Regions from separate parts of the Zea mays genome. Here region 2 is linked to region 1. A link is a contact called in public Hi-C data. All regions are on one chromosome and are shown on one strand. Each heading gives the region's core, a stretch centred on a gene start, on an enhancer-like site or on the middle of the called end of the contact. The rest is flanking DNA. Distances are from core to core; before and after follow the strand shown.

What was found. A called contact is a pair of places that touch in the nucleus more often than the background predicts.
Region 2: a contact with region 1 is called in a Hi-C map of leaf, with 4 times the contacts expected there. The contact joins the promoter of LOC100272804 here to the enhancer-like site in region 1. A contact is called at or near these places in 5 of 25 Hi-C or Micro-C datasets (bundle sheath, ear, leaf and 2 more).

The regions. Positions count from the first base shown.
Region 1 is chr10:6,115,086-6,122,032 of Zm-B73-REFERENCE-NAM-5.0, reverse strand. No RefSeq gene overlaps it. Among protein-coding and RNA genes, the nearest start is that of LOC103640777, 79 kb to the left of the region's middle. Within about 2 kb of position 3,607, at least 18 of the 20 cell types and tissues checked have an H3K27ac peak or open chromatin away from gene starts, as enhancers often do. A contact at or near this core is called in bundle sheath, ear, leaf and 2 more, where this site is marked.
Region 2 is chr10:6,196,504-6,203,450 of Zm-B73-REFERENCE-NAM-5.0, reverse strand. LOC100272804 reads right to left here and starts at 2,388. Exons shown (of 6, transcript NM_001147257.1): 1 at 2,216-2,388; 2 at 2,004-2,102. The coding sequence starts at 2,247. LOC103640777 (protein FAR1-RELATED SEQUENCE 5-like) reads right to left here and starts at 6,189. Exons shown (of 5, transcript XM_008664261.4): 1 at 5,802-6,189; 2 at 5,564-5,648; 3 at 3,662-5,480; 4 at 3,522-3,583; 5 at 3,109-3,446. The coding sequence starts at 5,839. The coding sequence ends at 3,231.

The DNA.
Region 1 (6,947 bases), core at 2,358-4,857:
TGAGAAAATTTTCACTATGTTGGTGTGAAAACAATTGTTTGTTCCTGTCGAACCACTTCGCATACATCTCTCGGAATTGTAAATACTTATAGTCACTGAATTGACTCGGGATAGTCCTTTGACAAGTTGGTATATAATATGAGGAGAAATATTTTCCCTGCTGGCAACACCATAAATAATTGACTATTGTTATAAGTTCTCTCTCAAAATTATTATACCTAAAAATGTTGCATTAATCGATACCCAATTTCAGAGCGGTATGAGTAATTGGGTAAACCATGGGCAGTGATAAAAACGAGCTGGACTATACATCTCTGCATATAAAAATCTTTGCTTGGTAGCATTGGCCTAATGTCGTGCACTTTACTACCAATATAAACACACATTTTCCTATGTGCCTCAAAGCACAATGCAACCAGTGAATGTCTTTGTGAGCGTTAGACCCTGATGGTCATTTTACTTGTTGATCTGAAGTCAACTAATGGCTCCAAACGACGAATGGTATTCATGAGCCCCCTGAAGAAGCCTTATGGATAAAATAGTGTTGTGCATGTTAGTCTAAATCTTAATGATTGACTGTGCATTTGGTAATAATAACAATAAGTTTGCAGAATTGTAACCACGAAGCAACTTGTTGTTGCGTGTCTCGCTGGATGTTGAGACTAACCCTTCATGTTGAAGGAAAAATATGTAGTATTCATGCAACTACATTAATCTAAGTCCAAAGCTCACTGCATAAAACCCTGATCTGTAATGTGCGTAAGATTTCCCAAATAAATCACCACAATAGCATACATTGGCCACAACTGGATGATTGTGGTTGGGGATTTTATCTGTATGCTTTTAGAGCATCTCGACATTAGGGGGAGGAATGCCCATATAATGTAATGCCTCAATATTCTATTAAACGCACAAAAGTTAAACTGCACCTGTCGTTGGGTGTGTACTCCTGTGTATATGGAGTTTGCCAGAAATCGTTGAGGAGTAACCATATTGGTCTAAATGCTTCTACCTGATGTAGATGTGGATATACCCGGGATTAATATCATATCCACATTTGACTTATTGGTATTTGATCTATTCTCGGGGACGCCTGCGAATATGATCCATCGGCCTTAGTCAAAGCATATGTTCTGATTGCAGATTCACGTGGTCTGTGATAACTCTCCTCCGATTAATTCACCCTGATGGTGATTTGCCTCATGAAGAGATTCGTCTTGATGATGAAATTCCTAGCAATGTGCGCAATATCATTGTGCTGCAAATACGGAACAATGAATCTCTCGTTTTAGGAAATGACGAAGATCATTATTAAATGTGGGAGACAAATGTGTCAATATCTATCTTGCCTCTATAGATTGCAAAGGGACCCAAAACAAAGTCCTAGGCATGAGTGCTTGAAGCTCTCTTATCGGGTCATTGATAAATGCAATCGAGGCTGAACCAAGAATCGCAAAATGAAAGTCGCGAGCTTGAAGTTCAGACATTTATGGGCACTATTGAAATAATGTGTGGTGAATGTGTTGGTTCAAGTGGTCTAGTGAGAGACCCATCCCACATATGTGTTGAATAAACACAGTTCCGCTATGTAATATATCTGGCAAATGGCATGAATTATAATATGCAGTTAATAGGATTCTGAAGATCCGTCATGAGATCCCAGGAGGACTCATATCTTTGAATTATAAATATGCAACATATAAATCTCGTACCGAATAATACATTCCTGACGAATGAGCACTCTCATATATAGAGAGAATATCTCCTAGTTGAGATTATAGTTCCTTGATGGAACCTTTCCAGAAGAAATAAAGTCTGTGTTAAACACCAAAGTTTGATAATCCCTATAAAGGGATAAAGACCCATGCAGACCCGAAAAGGAATAAGATGAGGTACCAAAGGACTTGAAGTTTACCGAATAAGCACATGTGCATTCCACGATCTTTACTCATGGTATTTTCCACTAGATGTGGAATTACGGTATCCTCTAAAGCCACGATGGCAGAAACCTATAAGGTTTATGTGTTACTGGCAAAATATTCCCATTGTGCCAGAATGACAGACTATAACGATATATCTGATCGATGAAAAATCCCTGATGGATTACGATCTTTGATGGACTTTTGTTACACCATCATAGATGTTGCAAAGGATGAACGCCTGGAGCGATGTGTCATATTTAGAATATGTACTATTGCAACTATATTATCCCCTAAGTCCTATTGAAGGACATGTTATTTGCTTTGCACAACGATGTATAAATTGTGGTGTAAGATAGAAAATGATAGCACCCCAACCTCATCGATTCTCGTTATTCCAGATGAACAATGAGACATATATCTTGAAGAATATGCTTGAGTTACGAGGGATAACGACTTTGACAGATGTCATTGTCAGGGGGAGCGAATGTTTATATTGATCACAATCGTGAGACAATAAATGTCATATTCTATGCCCTGAAGGCGTGAGCTTGATGATCAATATGTGAACCTTTATGGAACTTTCTATCAAATATATAGATCTAGTCGATCGAACACCATCAGTCAAAGTGGCTTATTTATATTGATACGTGCACTTACCTCGTATATCCTAGAAGTGAGTAGAGGTAAAGTTCCTGAAATAGTCCTTACAAGGATATGCAATCCGTTTGCTAAATATTTATGTGCATATACTTCGAGAAGAAGATGTTTTGCCTTATTGATATAGTTTTGCAAGGATCAGGGGAGCACATTTCTAAAGTTAGCCCTTGTAGAAGATTCGATAGAATCTAGATCCGAAAGGATCGAAATCTGTCCCGATGACAGTTGTTGTACTCTTTTTCCCTTAGTGAGTTTTCTTGAAGTTTCTCACATGGGGTTTTTAATGAGGCAACAAAGTGCAAATGCAATTTGTATTACCATGCACTCTTTCTCCACGTTTTTACCACTGGGTTTTTCGGAGTTTTAACGAGGCATGTGTTGGTCGCGGTATTCGCCAAAGGGGGAGTGTTAAGTAACTCTAGTTAGGGTTATGTGGACAAATATCGGCTTTGCCCCTGAGGGGTCTCACATCACTATATAAGGAACATGTACACCTCCTCATAATACAGAGAAGAGAAAGAGGCCAGAGACCCAACCCTACATCATGTATCTCGTGTGCTCTCTATCGTGATTCTGGGTAGGGAGACGGGTCTTCCACATCTTCTCGCGCCTCTACTGCTGACGGGAGGAAAGGGAGCGAATCTAGTGATACGTGGTAACGTAGTTCTCAACAGGGTTTAGGCCTTCACATTAGGCGCTTATCAGCTCACCAGCTCTCTTTCTCTACCAACCATCAATCAGCTGGGTCTGTCTACCAGCTGCAGAAAAGCGCGTCCTCTCGTAGTCTCGTGTGTCCGTTGCCGATTTGACGTGCACTGCACATGCCTCCCTATTCGATTCGACAATTCTATTGTCCAGCAGTCCAGCTAGGCAGGCTCCAATTCGAAAGCACCCACGGCCATCTTCCCGCATCCCACCCACCCGACCCGACTACCCGAGAGACTCGGGAAGCGCAAGTGCGCAACGCATCACGAAGCGTAGGGCCCACACGTCACGCTTGGAGCCCAGATCCCCAGACAGCTTTGTCAACTGCCAACTCGTTCCATGGGGCCGGGCCGGTTTAAGTCAGTTACGGTTACGGCCTTCTCTCGGCTCCTTATCCCAGCCCTATTTTTCTTTCCCACACACACAGCCAGCACGCACAACTCTACGTGGGCTCCTAGCCCATTTATCTAGATCTGGGCCCGTTTCGTCTACTCTTAAACGTTTGACATCGTCGGAGTGTCGACAGCATTGGCCAAACATGCAGAGATGCAGTAGGGCTTAGAGAGTGAGAGAGATAGAGAGGGCAACAGTCGTTGAGCCGGTACACAGCACAGTACTGTACAGACGTGCTGTACGGTGTATGCAAAAGTATTGCATACGGCATGAACTAGGAAAACAAGATCTCAGCAGAGAGCTAGAGTAGCCCTGCACAGCGGCCAGCGCACATGCATTGACGCCATCTACCGCTGCAGGCGCCAACGCAACTCGCAGGGAGGATGGTTGATTGATTTTCATCTGAGAGAGTCCGATCCAACAATCCGAGCTTGCACCGAATCCAATCCAAATCCGTGTAGCGTAGCTTAGCTACGCCGTACCGCCGGCAGTAAACCCGTGAGGTCACATCGGCTAGGTTCGCCATGAATCCCGGCGTTTAAGAGCTCCCCCCCGGCCCGCTGCTCCTGTGTGCTGTGCCGGTCGGCAGCTGGCATTCAACAGCTCAGCTCCGGCGTGAAGCACAGTAACTCCTCCGTGCTCTCCCTCTCATCACTTTCATGGCGCGCGCTCATCTTGGGAGATGGCGCAGTGACGACGTGACCACACGGAAGTAATTGACCCCCTCTCCTCGTATGATCGTATCACACGCACGCACTCTTCAGTACGATCTCCATCGCTCCTCGCTGGTTCCGAGCGCGCTAGAGGCCACGCCCCGTGCATGTGCATGTGCATCGTCCACGTCGTCCAGGTGCGGAGCGAGGAGTCTTATCGCCTGCTCTCAGGCTCTGATGACCTCTGGAGAGCCGGGGGTGGAAATGCAGGAAAGCCATGCAGCTTCAGAAGCAGGGGGGCGAACAACAGACAAGGGTTGAATTCGTGCCTGCCTACTCGTACACTACTAGCACACAGCTGCCTATAGCTGGACGTGGACGCATCAAACTCCGATCTGTGGCAGAGACGCGGTAGTTGAGAGAGGTGAAATGCACTTGCTCTTCACCGTGTACACTCGCCATCGCCAGCAGCAGGGTAAATGCTGGTGGTGGTAGCAGCAGCAGCAGGGGGTACTGCTCGTCACAGTGCAGCAAATGCCTGTCAGTGGTGCCCAAGCAGCCAAGCTCATAAACAGGGCGTCAGGGCGGGCGGCCCAGGCCGAATCCGTGGACAATTTTTTTTTCTTCTTTCACTGCAGCCCAAACTCGATCGAGGACTCCTTTCCGGCCGGCTTTCCCTCATCATGCCCTCCCCCTTTCCCGTGCCGTGCGTGCGCGTGCAGGCGAGGTGGTGCAGTGCAGCGACCGACGCAGGACAGGAGCATCCAGCCATGGCTGCTCGCCTGCTCTTGGCTTGTAGGCTCACCTAGTCACCTGAGGCACGGCAAGGGGAAACGCCATGATTTCCGCTTTGCCAGCAGGCCACTCGGCCGGCCGGCCGGGCACGCATCGGCTAGCAGGGTACTACTAGCCGATGCTGTGCATTATATCTCTCTGCTTGAACTGTGCCGCGGCGCTGCCAGAGAGAGTCAAGAGCCTTGCCCCTGTGCACGGCGGGGGCAGCTGCGCAGACGAGGATTCAATTCGCATCCGTCGGTTCACCCATAGTAGCCGTAGATAGTACGATACCCCCCAGTCCCCCACACAGCTCTCAAGAGGACCGAGAGCCTATCGGCTAGCGTGTGTGGATGTTCACTGCTGCTGCTCGATCAGCTCAGTACGTAATCGGTGAGCACCTGCACTGGTAGCGAATTCCAACCTGAACTCGCTCGTCGCAAGCAGCTCAACGCTCATCGCGGCGTAGCACACAGGGCGGGCGAACAAAACCTCTGCAGCCTGCTGCGCAGAGGCATACAACACGTGCCCCGGTAATGAGCACACTGCACCGCTAGCTGATCCGGCATGCCCAACGGCTAGTAAAAAGGCTATCTTGCTCGCCTAGCGACTGTATTCCGGGCCGGCGGCGACACGCATGCGCCGTCGACATCCGGAGGAGATCCAGACAGACCCCCCACATCGGTGATTGGCGTGGGTGGGTGGTGCTGCTCCTGCTGCACGCAGCGAAAAGTTTCCCTCGTCGGTCGATCGGTCGACAGCGCAACAGCGTGATCAGGCGAGCAGGGCATCGACGTGCTCCCCGCCGGCAGGACATCCAGGAACGCGGCGCGCGCGACCTTGGTTCCCCCCCTCGTCTCCCGTCTGCATGCGGATGGACTTGCTTATTCGCTGCTCTGCTAGCGTATGATCGCGTATGGAGAAAAACGGGTCCATGTCCATGCACTGGAAGACGAATACGATCGCTGCGTGTGCATGTGCTCCATCAATCGATCGCCTTGCCAGTTGCCATTGGACTGACTTGCTTGCTTGCTTGCTTTGCAGTCATGCAGTGCAGGCGCCTCCTCCCGTCCTCGCATGCAGAGTCACAGCATGGGGATGGGACCCGTCCGGCCATATAATACTGCAGTGAATAGTACCGTGCTCCCGTCCGTTAAAAAATCTATCGTGAAACTGGTCCGTCTAATTGATTAGATCAAATATAATAAGGTCATGTACAGCCTTAAAACCCATATCAGTTTTTTTAAGGACAAGAGACAGTTTAGAGACGAGTCTACAAAGAGCTCATCTCTTGTATATTTTCAATTAACCTCTTGAAGATTCCATATTAAATGAGTTTATACTTGCTATAAGATGGTGTAGGTGTGTTGTAAGATGAGTTTATACTTGCTATTAAATAAGTTATTATATGTGAAAGCTTATAGTTGGCTATTATGTGACATGTCAACACTATAAACCCACTGTAGACTATATTATTAAACTTGGTCTCATTTGCAAGTGGCGGGTGTCTCTGCCTAAACATTACCAGCTTAAAATACCCGAAGAAGATTGGGTGTCTGCGTGTGGCTTCAAAAGGTTTTTATTTTTTAAGAACGCGGTAGCTACGCTAGGCACGCTACATCATGGTTCATGAGTGTAGTAAAAAGGGAGACAAACAGCAGACTTTCTTTGGGCCATCAAAGCTAAGAGATCGAGTTTGTTGTTGGAATACGGACTTTGCCCAAATTCAGAGTTATCAACAATATTAAAATTAATCTCAAATGTTCGTTCGTGCACGTACACGGGGACACACATCACATGTGATTAGACCCGTTCAAACATCGAGTCAGATCACATGTGATTA
Region 2 (6,947 bases), core at 1,139-3,638, 83 kb before region 1:
AACGCATATATGTAGCTAATTCAATGGTTCTTTTCTGAATCACACATCCCATGTACCAAAAGTACAATATTTGAGATGCTGGATATAAAATGCACAATTGAACAATAATTAATTTGCTGAATGAATTTGAGTAGGTTACAATGGCATGCAATAATTTCCATAGTTTTTTTTCCTTTGAGGCTTTAACAAACAAGATAGAGAAAAGGAAAGAAGTGATTCAATTTTTATGTGATGCATTGCTATGAGTCAAAACTATGAAAAGGCAAATATGCTGATTGAATCCTCAAATTTAAATGAGGGTGTATAGGAAATGTAACTATCTGCATTCCTAGGGTAAGTGGCATTCAAATTACTTCTTATTGCCATGTCTTGTGATGTGTACAAACATACACCAAGTAATGGCTACCAATTCTATTTGATTTAAACAGTAAATGGAATCCGAGTTTTCATAGTAGGAAATTAAAAGGGCAAGATAGAGGTCATTTACATAACATAAATTAAGCATGCATCTGCATAATACAAGAAGCTGGGCAAATTTATAACCTTGCAAATAAAATTATGTGCAATTCTAGAAGATTGGCTGGAATCCCTTACGAGGCATGTGAGACAGAAGGAACCCTAAACCACAAGAGGCAAGCCAATTCTGGCAGTAAGAAATTTTGTCAAAACTTGAAATAGTCAATAGGCAAGACCACCACCATAATAATTAGTAACTACCAAATCAGATAGGGTGTAAAACCATGGTAAGTTATAACTAGTGGCAATAACGTTTAGATATTTTCCTGTGCTTGCCTCAGTCATTGATTGCACGCAAACCCTGATCCAATCCATAGTGTTGGTTATAACCGACAAAACCGCACAAAAGCAGATTCTCACAACTTGCAGTTTTCGTGGCAATTTTCAGGTGGCAGAAGGTACGAACCTGAAACTAGAACAGAGCTTGCCCGATTTTACCAATCCTAAAATAAATTAGAGCCGGCACTCATCATTGACAATAAGGGCAAAAGGCTGAGGAATGGGTAAGGACCCTCTGATTAACACTGCTTATTGGTGGAATGCAGGATTGAGGTGTCATGATCCAGTCGTCCACCTAACATCCAACTATTAACGCACCACGACCAAGCTTGCAACTGAAGAACTAAAGGGAGGCAGAAATAAAGCGGGCACAATCATTTCGCATGATCTTTTTGCCTGTAGAGAAACCTTTTCTTTTTTCGAAAAAAAACAGTTCCAGGTCATGTTATGTTATGTTATGTTAGGGATGGAAAAGGTTAAGGTGGGTGAGCTAAAGTCTGCATCAAGTAGTACAGTATTAAGCAAGCCCTGAATCTCACGCTACGTCCGAAAAAATAGTAAATAAAGGGGGAAAAAAAGCACGGCACGCCGCACGCATCACACAGTTGGTAATGGTAACACACCGGCCGCGCAGGCTGGTGAGCAGACGATACGGGAGCAACAAGAGCAAATCGGGTAGGCACGCGGGATGGTTCAAACAGAATCCTGGCGGCGATTACTCGCCCTCAGAGTCATGAATTGACTGAACCGTGGAGTTGGAGTTGGAGGAAGACGAGTCAGCGAGAACAGAACGGAAAGTTCAGAAGAAGCAACGCAAGATTCAGAGATTCAGCTATCATCTATTCGTCTATTTCATACCCTTTCACCGGTTACAGCTTCGCCTTTTGTACACCGGCGACGCCCTGACCCCACCGAACAGGCTAACGCTCCTGGTCCTGGCTAATCTCCAGGTGGGCGCAGCTGCTTCCCAACCGACAACACCCGAATCCGTTTAGCCACGAAGGAGCCGTTTGGAAGGCCGAAACGGTTCCGAATGTGAATTCACAGTGGTTCAAATTCCGTTAGGCAAATGATCTAGTGACTCCGATTCGCTATCCGGAACATTTCCGCAAGAATTTGGATCCCTACCAAACGAGGCCTATCCGAATGTGAATTTGGATCCCCGTCAAGGATAGTGAGCGATGCGAGGGAGGGGACACGGGGCTCACCAGTACTGGCACCAGAAGCGCAGCATGCGGGCGTCGTTGGGGCGCGCCTCGACCGTCTTGAAGCACTCGAACGCCGGCATGGCGTAGCCGAACAGGAGCCTGCACGCAGGCGACCGACGCGCGTCGGTTCCGGAATCAGCACGCCGCACGCGTCGCCAAAGTACGTACGTATGGCGAGAACCAAAACACCGCCGGCAGGGGGGGGAGCTTACAGGAGGATCCTGGAGAGGAGGTCGCCCAACATGTCGCCCGGCCCGGTCGGAGGTCCCCCGCCCTCGGTTCCTCCGAACCCAGAGCCCTGCGGGTTGCGGGGCGGGAATGGGGAAGTCGTCGGTCGATCAGTCGCGTGGGTGGCGGAATGCGGGCTGAGGCGTGCTGGGGTGAGTTGAGGAGGGAGGAGGCGGAGGAGGAGGAGGAGAAGCGGTTGCGTTGGCTTTTTAGCGAGGAGGGAAGGGAAGGAGAAGACGGCTGCGGTGCGACTGCGACCGAACTGGCGGCGAGATTTCAATCGAGGGGGGCGCTGGCGCAGGCAGTTGCAGTTGCCCAGTGGGGTTGGAGACCGTTTCAGCGGCGTGCCGCCCAGCCGCCCCAGCCCAGGTGGAAGAAAATTGCGTGCGCGCCTCGCGCACCAGGGACGGCGTGCGCACCCCCGCACATCGACGTCCGTTCGCGATCGGACCACCGGCCTCCCACGCTTGAGTTTCTGGCGCATCGACGCGCTTCCGCTCGGCTTGACCTCGGCTCCCAACCGTTCCGCTGCAGCGCGCGGCTCCGTTTCTGGCTCAGCAGCCGTCGCTGCTCCGTTTCTGGCTCAGCAGCTCGGCTTTTGCAGTTTCCCGAGCGATTCAGTTTCGTCAGAACACTCCGAAACAGTGACAAAGTTCCAACTTTGGGCTTCGATTAGAATTAGTAACCATCTTTTACTATTCCAACCAATTGAACCATGTTAAACCTTGACTTCCAGACCTTATTTATCATCAACAAAACCTGCTGCCCTACAAAGAAAATTGCTCACAAAATAATTGCAAACTTCCCTGAGCATCACTGTGGTCAGGCAGCCTAGACTTAGAATTTTCCTAAGTCTGGCGTCCAGGCTGTCCAGTGCTGACGAAATCACAGCCAAGATAAATTAATGTTGGGAAACCAAATATCCAAAATGATTACTTTCATGACAGCAAAATAAATTCATGTTTACAAAACATTATGGTTCATTTCATGAGAACATGTCTACATAGATTCATCAAAATGTAACTTCCTAACAGCAGCTTGCGTTGTATCATCTTGATCAACTCCCATTAAGAGACTTGTGTACCCTCCTGGTATGTATGGAGGAGCCATTGCAGAAGGATTTGCAAATAAATTGAACTGGGGCATTGTGACATTAGCATATCCACCTTGGACGAAAGGAGCATTCATGGTTGAAGATGCACCAACATTAAAATCCTGTATATAGTACAAGAAAGTGTTCAAAATTCATGGTTGTAATGGAATAAATCGTGAAAATAGCTAATGTCTTACAATTAGGTTTGCATCAGCATGTTCGTCTCTTGTTTCGATATCAACATGTTCCAAACCGTCACCTACAAATGCAATATATATGATAATACAATATTAGAAAAAAAATACACATGAGCAAAAGATATTGAACAGGTCCCTACCTTTCTTCCGGGCACCCTTCTTCTTCTTCCCTGGGTTCTTTTCAAGAACATTTTTAAAACGTGTTTGCTTTGGACCTTTTATGACTGGAGGGATTTTGAATGATATTACACCATTTAGTGGTTGTCGGACACATTCATTTGGAGTAGGGGGAATCTCATTGGATTTTTCATGCATCTCACTTAGATAAGTATCTGCTTCCAAGTTCAAGTCATACATGGCTTTCTGCAACTTATCAAGAAGTTCTTTTGATGACGAACACTTCAATGCAAGAGTTGTGGCCTGTCGAGATATAAGTGCTGCCTGTGTTTTCAAATCTCCCTCCTCGGTTCCTTGTTTTTTTTCAATATAAAATCCACTTTTAGCATACTTTGTCCATCTAGGCAGTATATATTGGGATGGCAAATTATATACTCCATTCATATTGTAGACTCTAAGAGCATGTTTGCATAATAAAAGTGGATTTCTGAAAGGATCCGTCTCATTTGATCTTAGATCAACTACAACTTTTTCACATTCTACAAGGAGTTCTGAAAGACCGAGTTTCCTACGAAATCTTTTCTTGAAGACATTGTTCATACCTTCGCTCCTTTGGGTCGAGTGAATGTCTGCTGTAAATGAGTCACGGTGTACCGCAGCCCACTTTGCCCTCAAATCATATAGGTTTGACATCCATTTGTTATCCTCAAGGTTGTATTTAGCCAACAATTCATGCCATTTCTGTGTGAAGTAAATCTCTTCTCGGTCTTCGTAGATACAACTTTTGAAATCTGCCCAAAACTTGTTACCTGACTTGTCCTCTACCTCGTCCTCTGTCGCTTTAATTATAGGACCAAGATGTTTGACAGCATTTTGGCCAATATGCCACAAACATAGGCGGTGAGCTGTGTTTGGGAATACATGAGCAATTGCTGCTGCCATTGCTGCGTCTTGATCTGTGAAAATTGTGCTTGGGTGCTTCCCGGACATTGCTGTTAGAAAGGTCTGAAATAGCCAAACAAATGATGGAATAGTCTCATTGAACATAAGTGCACACCCAAAAATTATTGTTTGCTTGTGATGATTGGTGCCAAGAATTGGAGCAAAAGGCATTTCAAACTTATTTGTTTGAAATGTGGTGTCAAAGGACACAGCATCACCAAAGCATTTGTAATCCATGATAGACTGACCATCTGCCCAAAAGAAATTTGCTATATGACCAGTTTCCTTGTCCACTTGAACTGCATAAAAAAATGTTGGGTCCTCGACTTGTTTATTTCTCAGATATTCAGATAATGTTTGTGCATCATTGGCTTCTAAGTACGGTGTGCGCTCGCGACCAATTTCATTATAGCAATCCATCTTAGTAAATGGTACTTTGTCTTCCCCTCCATAATGCTCCTTCATGAAACTGAAAACTTGGGATGGCTTCATTCCAGATCGTCGTGCCTGCCCAATTAATTTTCTATCTGCCTCTATAATCTCTCGTTGGGACCTCAACTTATGTGTCTTATTTGGACTGGCAAGATAATGGTTGTGATCTAGTATGACCTTTTGCACAGTCCATACATTCTCCTTGCTGATACTAAACTGGACATGAGCATCACAACCGGTCCTTGTAATGTCCTTTTGTGATGCCTCATTTTTCCGTTGTCCTTCGCCACTGCAAACAAAATATTTCTGACATAAACTATCATCTAATTTGCGGCGCGTTGTCCTGTACTTTCTAACACTGAACCCAACACATCCAGCATAGGTATTGTACATCTTATAAGCCTTTTCCTCACCATCAAAAGTCATTCCAACTTTAGGTGCCAGCAGTGCATATTTATCAACCACATTCTGCACAAATAATTATCAATTAAAGGTCTAACATAACAAAAAATATTAGATATAGTATGTGAAGTTTGTTACTTTTATTTTACCTCAGCTGGTACTTCAATCTCCACTGACCCAACATGCGGTATTTGTTGTTCCTCTTCTTCACGATCCCAAGAAGGAGCATTTAATCTAACATCAGGAAGTGATCGTGAGGTCTAATAATAAACCCTAAGACTTCAATGTATAATCGATCAACAGGACCTTGATCAGGGAGCAACAACATGGATCGATGACCAAGACATGAATGGTCACGATGAAGCGAGGAGCAGCCACAGAAGTTACCTGAGGATCGACGGTGACGGCGACAGAACAGCTGCCATGCCGCCTTTCCCGTCCGTGACGAAGCTGTCCAGGAAGCCCTATGGAGTCCGTCCAGGAGCCGATTCCGGGAACCGGACGGGAGCCGAGCCGTGCGCAGCAGAAGTGCATCGCGAGCGCGCGCGGTGCGATCGTCCGATCCCGGACGGACGTCGATGTGCGGGGGTGCGCACGCCGCTCTCTGTGCGCACCGCGCGCACAGGATTTTTTTCGGCCCAGGTTGGGTCGTGGCCTCGTGGGGAGGGGGAGTAGGCGACTAGTTCGACCACCGCGGTCCACGGCGACGAAGCGACCGACACGGCGGCTGCGCGGTGGGGTCCGGAGCGGTATCTCCCGTCAGCCTCGCGGCGGTCTGTTCTGCTCGCTACGTCGAGTTCGCTTCACGGCATCTGGTGGATGATTCGGTGGGGCCCGGCCACATATCGAGAGGAGAGAGAGGTGGGGGTAGCGTGTGGTGTGGGTGCGCGGGCAGGTTGCTTTACACTTCTGCGAATGAAAGAGGGGGGCAAAAGAGCCAAAGAGGGCAGGATACCCGTGTAGTGTTGCCCACAAACACAAAAAAAAAAACTCCACCGAAGCTTCATCTATCGGCAGCTGGAAACTGAAGCGGTGGCCCGCCATGTGCCCGGCGCGTCTCTGTCCGTTTTACCGGTTCGTCGGCGCGCCGCGAGAGGCGCGTGACCCACGTCACGCAGTGGGAGTGGAAACGGTACGCTACAGAGCAGAGACGACCTGGCTGGGTGCAAAATGGGTGGAGCTGCGAAGGCAATGTATGAACTTTGAATAACTGTTTTTTTTTCGCTACATAAATAATTATGCTATTTTACGGACAGAGAAAACTGGCTGATGGTATCTGGAATATGATATTCTAAGAAACTAGTTTCTAGTTTTTCTTAATACATAGTGACTACCCTAATAGAGTATTAAAAGTAATGCGACCATCTGTGCCAAGTAGTAGATCGGCATGGTGGAAACAAGTAAAATAATGGAACGCAAGCTAAGCTTAGAGTGGACACAAAGTCACTCCTATATATATATAATCATATCGTAGCATAGCTATACAATAGTAGCCGAGAGGTCGATGAACGATGATGCCGGCTTCTTTTGGGC